Regions from separate parts of the Mus musculus genome. Here regions 1 and 3 are each linked to region 2. Evidence: chromatin contacts called from public HiChIP or PLAC-seq data. All regions are on one chromosome and are shown on one strand. The core of a region is the stretch at or near the end of the contact, and the rest is flanking DNA. Distances in the headings are between cores, read along the strand shown.

Region 1 (3,191 bases), core at 363-2,862, 250 kb after region 2:
TGCCACGAGTTCTCCACCAGTACTTGTCTAATCTTCCCTGTGCCATTATGCTGGACCGTTATGCAGACAGAAGGCTTCTAAACAGCCTGGAGTGTGTTCGCTTGTGTTTCCTGGAGTGTGCTTCACTTCTTAACTCTCTGTGGCTGTGAAAGGAACCTTATTTTGGAAAGGAACTTTGAAAATGTAATCAAGTTAAGATGAAGGATTGAGGTAGACTCTAACCCAGTGTAATGTGCCTTTATAAAAAGAGCAGAGCAATGTTTTTCAACCTGTAAGTCATGACCCCTTTGAGTGCTGAATAACCCTTTCACAGGGGTAGGCGCCGGGCAGTGGTGGCGCATGCCTTTAATCCCAGCACTTGGGAGGCAGAAGCAGGCAGATTTCTTGAGTTCGAGGCCAGCCTGGTCTACAAAGTGAGTTCCAGGACAGCCGGAGCTATACAGAGAAACCCTGTCTCAAAAACAACAACAACAACAACAACAAACCCCCAAACCCAAACAACAACAACAACAACAACAACAAAACCGTTAGAAAACATAGATATTTACACTACGACTCATAACCCTAGCAAACTTGTAGTTATGAAGTAGCAATGAAAACAATTTTGTGGTTGGGTGTCATGACAACGTGGGGAACTATTGAAGGGTCACAGCATTAGGAAAGTTGAGCACTACTGGAATAGATGGTCATAGGAAGAGAAGGGACATGGCCATGAGAAGGCAGAGACAAACATGAGAGTGATGCTTGGTACCCCAGCAAAAGGCATCTACCTCAGCACAGCTGGAAGAGCAAGGAGCCTAGTCCCATTGACACCTTGATTTCCGATTTCTAGCCTACGTAGCCCAAGAGAATCTATTTCTGTTAATACATCTCATTTGTGCTGCTTTATTATATAAATGCTACAAAATGAACACATAGCCCTCCTATTCATCCTTTCCAGTTGTTTCCGTACCTTCATTTATCTTGTGTATGTGTGCACATGTGTGCATGTGTTTGAATCTGAAAGTCTGAGTTCAACTTCAAGTATCTTACTTAATAAACCCATATCTCGTTTTAGAAGAGAGTATCTTTAACTTTTATGGAGCTTGTTGATTATTCTAGGCTGACTAGTCAGCTAGAGAGCTCCAGGGGTCTACTTGTCTCCATCTCAGCAGCATTAGGATTCCAAAAATACACCACCACACCCAGCTTTTTAACATGGTTCTGGGGTTTGAACTCAGGTCCTCTTGCTTGCATGGCTAAGCCTTCTTCCAAGTTATGATCTTCCCTTCTTTCCTCCTCTCTCGTTCATCTTCCAGCACATTTCTACAGCCTGTGTGTTGTCTCCAGACTGCCATTCCTCCAGGCACAAAAGGGTAGACAGCCTGGTTCAGAACTTGCTAAGTAAGGAGGGAACAAAGGGAAAGCTATCTGCAGGTGTTGAGTGGCTTACAGCTGGATGGCTCAGCCACCATGCTGCCGGAAACAGCTGCAAGGGTCTGACATATGTAGTGTGGATCTTGGCAATATCATCTTCGGAAGCTGTGAGAACAACAAGCTTGCTTAGGACTTCATATGAATTGGCCCAGACACCTACTCTCCCTTCCCAGCCTCTTGAAATTGACTTTTGCAGCTTCTTAGCATTCAGCAGCAGCCCTCACTGGTGAAGCTTAGACAGACTGTATGTTCCCTACAAAGCAGGGTACTGACAGCTTTTTTCTTTTCCTTTCCTCATTGCTTAATCTGTCCACTTCCTGATACTAATGGATTTTTAAATGAGCCTAGGACAATTGATAGCATTTCCCAATTAAAACCAAATACCCTTCATCCACCCTTCACACAGTCGCTCAGTACAAAGAAAAAGCGCTGGCAGTATAGCACAAACCAAGAGCTCTCTGATTCTCTTGCCTCCTGCCTCTGCTGCCTGCAGAGAGGGGGTGCCCCGCCCAACGACCTGGCTTCTGCAAAAGTGCTCTGCAAAGTAGGAGAACCATCTAGATAATCATCCCAAGTGACTCAGCCTGAATTTTCTAAGCAGCATCAGGACCAGAATCATACGTAGGACTTTCCCTATCCTTTCTCAAGCTTGAGATTTCATAGCCAGGGAGCTTACATGCTTCTCCCAGGATTATAGGAGAATATTCGTTAGCCATGTTAATTGATAGAATATTTGAAGTTAGCAGGGTTGATGGATTTCCCATTAAATGATCTCTGCCAAGTGAGTGCCTACTCTGGCCTTGGCCCTGCATTTGGCCCCTTGTATAAATAATCTCTAACTCTTACTACATCATGTGCTTTACAGATGCCTAGACAGATACCCTCAGAAGTTGAATGATTTATCTTGACACCATGCACTGAGTTAGGTAGAATGAACCCAAATCTGGGTTACTTTGGTGCTTCTTGGACTGCATATGAAAGAGTAGCCATATTTCGGGACTGTGTTCAAGGCTACTTTACTTACTTGGAAGGTTGACATATGGAAGGTGCAAGATTCATGTTAGAGAAGTAACACATGGCGGTTTTAGATCTATGATTGATTTCAGTCTTCTTAGACCTCAGTGTCCTCCTAGAGGACAATCAAGAATGCTCTGAGGAAATGCTCCTAGCAGCAAGAAGCAACTGGGGTTAGTTTCTTCTCTCTGTATAATCAAGCTGTCATTTCAATACTATGCTCCTAAACTCTGTTTCTACAAGTCTTCCCTTAGCCTTATTTTAATAATTCTTCATTACCATTTACTAGATAAAGCCTACTGTTGGCACAATTAGCCCTCCAATACAGAGAAGGACCTTTGTATGTATGTATGCATGTGTGTATGTATGCATATGTATGTATGTATGTATGTATGTATATGTGTTTAGTGCAAAGGTTGACTGTGAAGTATGTCCTTCCTTCCTTTCTTCCTTCCTTCCTTCCTTCCTTCCTTTCTTACTTCCTTCCCCCCTCTCTTTTTCTCTCTCATATCTTTTATAAATCAAACTATCTCCATTACTTTATGAGTTGAATCTGGGGTTCACAGATTTATCTAGATTAGCTGGCCAGCAAGGCCCAAGGATCTGCCTGCCTCCTCTTCCCTGTGGCTAGGATTATGGTTACATGCAGCCATACTACCTAGGAGTTTTACATGAGTGCTAGGGAACCAAACTCAGGTCCTTCTGCTTGTGTGGTAAGAACTTGCGGAATGACCCATATACCCAGCCCTCTTGCATAAATA
Region 2 (3,456 bases), core at 576-3,075:
CAGTCCCATCTAACTATAACACGAATGAGCCGCATCAACAACCAGCATGGCGTGGTAACCCTAAGGGGGCAGTAGTGGCACACATGCCTTGGCAGTAACCATCAGGTCTCCAGTTGGATTTAAGACAAGTCCAAGGCTCAACAAGAAGGAATTCATGTCTAATACAGCTAACTACTAGCTAGCCTAATCTAGCTAAAGACTCAGTGCTGGTTAGAGTCTTGGTTAACTGGAGAAGAGTCTAGAACCATTAATTTACTAAACCAGCACACTCCCTAAAAATCGAAAAACATTTGTTCTTATACCTACAGGTAACTGTAGTCTTTACATCAAGGAAAGTGCTGTTTGGAACATATGGAGACCACTACAAAAAACCCTCAGCCAATCAAAGTGCAGGTTTGTGGACTCCAGTCCCTGTGGATACATCTACAAAATCCTCCCACGTGTAAGGCTGAGAGAGCATTGTGAAGAGGGGGCAGAAAGATTGCAAGAGCCAGGGGATCAGGGACTTTGATCTAAGATTGTGTCTCCTAGTAATATCAGAAGCTGTACTCATGAAGTCTCACCACTAAGACTGTCCAAGTGTGAGCTGAACAAGGATGGCACCAGTGGACATGACAGATTGGATAGGGGAAAGCCCATGAAGTCTCAGCCCCACATAAAGAGCTCTAGGCACCTGAATAAAGCAGAGAGTGGGATGGGGTGGACCTCCCCAGGGAAGAGCATACCAGATGGTTGCCAAGTGCCACACTGCCAGCCCTGTAAACACACATACAATTAATCAGACTAGCTAAACAGGTTGCATTCCTGAATACGTTCTATCTATCTATCTATCTATCTATCTATCTATCTATCTATCTATCTATCTATCTATCTATCAATCTATCTATCTATCTATCTATCTATCTATCTATCTATCTATCTATCTATCTATCTAATACATGTAATGACAATTAGTGAAAAAGAGGACATAGATTTGAGGGAGAGTGGGGAGGGCTTGGAGGTAGGAAAGGGAGGGGAGAAATGTAATTAAATTAAATAAAAAACATTGACCACTGTTTTTGTTTGTTTGTTTGTTTTGGATGGCATCAGCCCTGAACCTTTAACAAGTGCAGAGCATCCTGTGATAACTGACCCAGGCATCTATAATGGGCAGGTTCCTGTTGACCCCACCTGTGCCCTTCAGGTTACTCTCCTTGTCTTTGCTGGGGAAGAATTTTGATGTCTTTCAGATTATCTTTTCCAGCATTTCCATTGTTTAGCAAGGGGAGATGGCTTCTGAGCTCATATGAGATCTGCATGCGAACACAGGCTTTTGGAGCCACCTGCTCTGCTGGCTGCTCATCATAGAGTGTAGCTGGGAAGGAAAGACAAAGGGACCTCGAATTTCTCTGTGCGGGCCATTTACAGAACATTGGGGAAAATGCCTCTTGTTCACTATTTTGTGTTCGCTGTGTCTGTATTCTGTGCTTCAAGTATCCAAAATACTGTCCCCAGATAATAGCTTATATGGTACATTTGGTCTGGTCCTCTTTCCTGTGTCCCTAAACAGTTTAAACCCTCCATATCCTCTTCCTGTCCTAGTCCTGCCCCGCCTTTGTGTTCCCCCAGGACTATGTTTCCCAAGGGTGATTGCCACATCCTGACAGCTGCCCAGTCACAAGCTAAATATAAACCCTTCAGACAGCAAGTAAGCCCCTCTGGTTATCTGCTCCTTTGTGTAGCTTATTATCCTCCCAAATCAAACTCCAGAGGAGACTCACAGATCATGCATGCTGGGCAGGGCCGGTGGGGTGCGTGCGTCTGACTGGGTAAACCAAACAAACGAAAGCGTTGTGAGTCAGCTGTACCCTTTCAGCAGAGCGCCGGGTCTGCACTTCAGACAAACCCTCCAATCCTCAGACGTTGATTTTCAAAGCAAATTGCTGCATGTCGCATCAATACTGGGAGCAGATGTAATAGTCTGGTGAGCTGGCTGCATGCAGCCAAGTGCAGGGACATAGAATCAAGGGCAGAGAGTAGCTGGCACACTGAGGCTTGTATTATCTATATGGCTCTGCCTTCCTTACAGGACCATAGGAAATGGAGGCACGGTGGGCAGAGGAACCCAGGTCTCTGGTTGTCTTAGAGACTGCGAAGCCCAGGGCTATGTCTTTATAGTGACCCATGGTAAGGTCTGGGGCTGCATATGGCCTTCTGGCTGCGAGGATTCTTAACACAGAGGGCAGCTTGGGATCTCCAGGGGCTACAGGCTTAGTCAAGGCCAAAAGCTGTCATGCTGAAATAGCCAAGGCCTGAAGGAAAACAGATTTTTTTTTTTTCTTCCAGAAATTGGTGGTCTATTTCAAACCTTGTGTGCAAATGCTCAAGAAACAGGACCAAGGGAGGAATTAATGTTTGGAAAAGGCTCTGGGGTTGATGCCATTCTGCAATTTTTCTGTGCCTGGATTTCCCTCATGTTTCTCTAGAGGTTCACCTTCTTGGCCACTACATGTGGTCCCAGGACCTTGTTTCCTCTCACATTGTATTCTCTCTCCTAACGATATAACCCTAGCTAAGCCAAGCACTTCTTTCCACTCCTCCTCCTCCTCTTCCTCCCTCTCCTCCTCCTTTTTCTCCCCTCCTCTCCTCCTCCTCCTCCTCCTCCTCCTCCTCCTCCTCCTCCTCCTCCTCCTCCTCCTCCTCCTCCTCCCCCCTTTTTCTTACCCGAGACAAGAGCTCACTGTGTGTTACCTAACTAGCCTGGGGAAACTCAGTATGTAAACCAGGCTGACCTTGACCTGACCAATATCTTTCTGCCTCTGCTTCACAAGTGCTTCCATTAAAAGGAGTGTGCCTTTAGTCAGGCCCAACTTTCCCCTCTGTTTCCATGCATCACATTTAAATACAAAAGTCACGTCTGTTTCCTACCAGCTGCAAATGGAATACCTGACTTCACCATTTGGATGTCTTGAAATCAGCATTTTGAGAGTGAGCCTGCAATCACCCATCTGTGCTTTCTGATGTTTCTTACCTCATTGAACAGCAACCACAATGCAGTTAAATAAGTCAGAGACTTTGTCGAAATCTCGTATCTCTTCCCCGCTTGCAATGCTGTGCTTAGCCTTGCGTTGATTACTTGACTCAGACATATTTTTAACCTGCCCACCTTTCCCTTTTATGACTCTGACTCCTTCTGAAACTACTACCGTGTCTTGCTTGGACTAACAGATCAACTGCAACCCCTAATTCTTTTTCTTGAACTCACTATAGCTCCCAATTAACCAAAAATACCGTCCTCAAAAAGTGAGTTGAATTCTTTATTCGCCCTTTCTCTAGTGCTCCCAATCTGGTGTTCGCCTCTAGGTGACTCTGATAGTAGAGGATAGTGAGATTCCAACATTCTTATGCCCTTACTCTGTCTCTCTCTGTCTCTGTCTGTCTGTCTGTCTGTCTGTCTGTCTCTCTCTCTCTCACACA
Region 3 (3,566 bases), core at 924-3,423, 220 kb after region 2:
CAAATACCAAATTTAAATCCAGATCAGATAAGCCATACAAACAATCCCATAACCCCTAAAGAAATAGAAGCAGCCATTAAAAGTCTCCCAACCAACCAACCAACCAACCAACCAACCAAAAAAAAAAAAGACTGGACCAGATGGGTTTAGTACAGAATTCAATCAGACCTTCCAAGAAGACCTAATACCAATACTCTTCAAACTATTCCACAAAATAGAAACAGAAGGAACACTACCCAATTCATTCTATGAAGCCACAAATACACTGTATATTCTCTCTTGGAGATGGCACAGTTTCTGTCTAATCAGGAACCTGTCACATTTTCCTTTCATAGAGAATTTCATAAGAGAGTTTTTCTACTAGCATGCTTAATGCTCCAAATAGAGTTTAAAAACTGGCTGAGTGCATATTACTTTTAGCTTCAGAAGATATCATATATATTTAAAGGTATTTAACTATTTTAAATTATTTTGATGACTTAAAAGATGAAAAATACTGAGTTGTATGTTTTAAAACAAATTTTATTAATTTAAAATGAAAAATATTAATGATAAACCATAAAAAAAACCCAAAAAACCAAAACCCAGTCTGATCAGTTGGATGAAGGTCAAGTTGGATGGATGTATCTCCAGGGGACATGTGTGTGTGTGTGTGCCTATGTTTCTACATCTTTTGTATAGTTTACTCACTCTTCTGGTCTCATTTTTCTCTCTGTAGAAAAGAGTCTTCATCTCAAAGAATTGATTTCTCCTGTTGGAAGTTCAAGTCCTCATTGGATGTGAGATAGTGCCAAAACTGAAACTTTTTTTTGTATGTGGAGCACATTCTTTATAGTAATAAACTTGTTGAGATGCTATCAAAATAAACTACTTATAAGTATTAGCTTATTTCATCCTTGGAAGAATCCTTGGAATTAAAAAAAGAACAATCCTTTTCATCTGTACAAATGAAGAAACTGGGAAATGAAGAATCTCCCCTCAGACTGCACACTTCACAAAGGCAGGACCTAGGTTGGAAGCCACACCCATGAGGCTTGAGAAGCTGGCCAGGAAAATATCACACTGGACAGTGACGCTGCGAGTGTATGTTTTGATGCTAGCATTCAGTGGGCAAGGTGAGGCTGCTGGGTTTGGAATGGAAGAAAAGGCTGGCTTTGCCCTATGTCTGGTTGAGTCTGGTTTTTTGTTTTGTTTTTTTTTTTTTTTGGTTTTTGGTTTTTTTTTTTTTTTTTTTTTTTTTTTTTTTTTTTTTTTTCCCGAGACAGGGTTTCTCTGTAAAGTCCTGGCTGTCCTGGAACTCACTCTGTAGACCAGGCTGGCTTCGAACTGAGAAATCCACCTCTCTCTGCCTCCTGAGTGCTGGGATTAAAGGCGTGTGATACCAAGTGGGCCGCAAAAAGTTTGGCAGAGGAGCTAAAGGGATCTGCAACCCTATAGGTGGAACAACATTATGAACTAACCAGTTCCCCGGAGCTCTTGACTCTAGCTGCATATGTATCAAAAGATGACCTAGTCGGCCATCACTGGAAAGAGAGGCCCATTGGACTTGCAAACCTTATATGCCCCAGTACAGGGGAACGCCAGGGCCAAAAAGTGGGAGTGGGTGGGTAGGGGAGTGGGGGGGGGTATGGGGGACTTTTGGGATAGCATTGGAAATGTAAATGAGGAAAATACCTAATAAAAATATTAAAAAAAGATATATTAAAAAAAAAAAAGAACTCCTCCTCTGTCCCAAACCTATAAGGTTAAGGGATTGCCTTTATTTCTCAGGAATAGAAGGATGTCTCTTTTTAGGATCCATGATGCTTTCCATGGTGACTTTATCTGTTCCAATATTCTCAGAAATGAAGAAAACTGAAGGTTCTTTCTCTTGAAGACCATTGTCATAGTATCTGCACCCTCCCTCCTAAAAACTCTTTTCTTTGAACCCAAATGCTTGCTCTCTCCCCCTTAGGGCCTCATTGCAGCTGCCTATGTCTAACTCCCCTGATGCTTCATTGGCTCCTACACTGTTTGCAGCTGTGTCCTGAGTCTTGTGTCCTGTGTCCTGACTCTTCCTCCTGAAGAGGCTGAATCGCTTTTTGCTCCTGTTGAGAAGTCTTTTCTGGATGCCATACTGTAGTCTCCCCTCCCCCAGCCTGAAACCTGCTTGCTCAGGGGTGGAGCTTCCTGCTCATTCGTTCTGCCACGCCCACTGCGGGCCGTGTCGCTTTTCTGTTGGTGCCACCACGTGCTTACCCTACTACTGGACTCCGAGATTATTCGGCGGGAATCGGGTCCCCTCCCCCTTCCTTCATAACTGAGTGTTGCAACAGTAAAAATTGAGCTTTGATCAGAATGACTGTCTTAGCTACATTTCTTTATCTCGCCACCTAGCCCCTCTTCTCTTCCAGGTTTCCAAAATGCCTTTCCAGGCTAGAACCCATGTTGTGATCTGCTGGCCGGACACAACACCATACCATATCTCTTTTTAATTTTTTCCCCCCAGAAGTAGGTTTTTCTTTTCTGGTCAACTGTGCTACTTTGGCAGAGAAGCATGGGATGTGCATATTCATTTCCAAAGCCATGCACTCAAAACCAATTCCATCTTGTGACTCAGTACATTGCCCTTTCTTATGACTGTTGATTATACTGGCTTGGTGCCGGTTCCCTCCGATGAGAGCTGGTTGCATTGAGTAAGCCATTGTAAATGGGTTTCCTCAGAAGTATGTGTGTACAGACATTATTTACAAGCAAAGAGCCCCCCCCCCCCCTCACTCCTCTCGCCTCCCTCCGCCTACAAATCAAACAAACCAGGGCTTCACATCTTTAATACCAGTACCTGGAATGCAAATATAGGGAAGTTTCTGTGAGTCATGTTAACCAGGCTGGGTGAGATCTTGTCTCAAAAGAGAGACAAGGTGGGTGGGGCCCTTAACAGTTAAAAGCCCTTGCTGCTTTTACAAGAGGCACAGGTTTGAGTTTTAGCATCCACAAAGTGGTTTACAATCATTTGAAACTTTAGTTCCAAGGGTATCCTGAATTCTTTTCTGCTTCTATAAGGACAGGTTGGCTACACACTCACTCATAAAATAAACAGTTAGATGTAGAAAAGTTGGCAACTGTGGTTTTATGGGCTGAGCCTGTGTGTGTGTGTGTGTGTGTGCGTGTGTGTGTGTGTGTGTGTGTGTATGTGTGTGTGTGTGAGTGTGTGTGTGTGTGTGTGTGTGTGTGTGTGTATGTGTGTGTGTGTGTGTATGTGTGTGTGTGTGTATGTGTGTGTGTGTGTGTGTATGTGTGTGTGTGTGTGTATGTGTGTGTGTGTGTGTATGTGTGTGTGTGTGTGTATGTGTGTGTGTGTGTGTATGTGTGTGTGTGTGTGTGTGTGTGTGTATCTGTTTAAACCACAGCATTGAATGCTTCAGAATATACAGAGAGTCGTGGGTATGGCAGTTCTGTTCTCATGGAAGGTTAAAACTTCTGGAATAATCCTGGTAATGATTTGTTTACATGACTTTTTTTAATTTTTACTTTTATGTATGAGTGTGTATCTTTGGTTTTGCTGTACGTATGCAGGTGCCTTCAGA

Evidence for each region. HiChIP or PLAC-seq counts read pairs in DNA pulled down with a chosen protein or histone mark.
Region 1: a contact with region 2 is called in an H3K27ac HiChIP or PLAC-seq map of VIP interneurons, with 2.2 times the contacts expected there. The contact joins two enhancer-like sites. A contact is called at or near these places in 2 of 484 Hi-C or Micro-C datasets (cerebellum and embryonic stem cells) and 2 of 115 datasets of contacts at active chromatin or transcription factors (VIP interneurons and large pre-B cells).
Region 3: a FOXA1 HiChIP or PLAC-seq map of pancreatic cancer cells shows a contact between it and region 2. The contact joins two enhancer-like sites. A contact is called at or near these places in 1 of 15 datasets of contacts at CTCF or cohesin (large pre-B cells) and 2 of 115 datasets of contacts at active chromatin or transcription factors (large pre-B cells and pancreatic cancer cells).

What each region holds. Positions count from the first base shown.
Region 1 is chr11:43,097,687-43,100,877 of GRCm38.p6, reverse strand. It overlaps a transcript of Atp10b not described here. Among named protein-coding and RNA genes, the nearest start is that of Atp10b, 51 kb to the left of the region's middle. Within about 2 kb of position 1,612, at least 18 of the 459 cell types and tissues checked have an H3K27ac peak or open chromatin away from gene starts, as enhancers often do. A contact at or near this core is called in VIP interneurons, where this site is marked.
Region 2 is chr11:43,343,245-43,346,700 of GRCm38.p6, reverse strand. No RefSeq gene overlaps it. Among named protein-coding and RNA genes, the nearest start is that of Mir146, 29 kb to the left of the region's middle. Within about 2 kb of position 1,825, at least 46 of the 459 cell types and tissues checked have an H3K27ac peak or open chromatin away from gene starts, as enhancers often do. A contact at or near this core is called in VIP interneurons and pancreatic cancer cells, where this site is marked.
Region 3 is chr11:43,125,403-43,128,968 of GRCm38.p6, reverse strand. It overlaps a transcript of Atp10b not described here. Among named protein-coding and RNA genes, the nearest start is that of Atp10b, 23 kb to the left of the region's middle. Within about 2 kb of position 2,173, at least 24 of the 459 cell types and tissues checked have an H3K27ac peak or open chromatin away from gene starts, as enhancers often do. A contact at or near this core is called in pancreatic cancer cells, where this site is marked.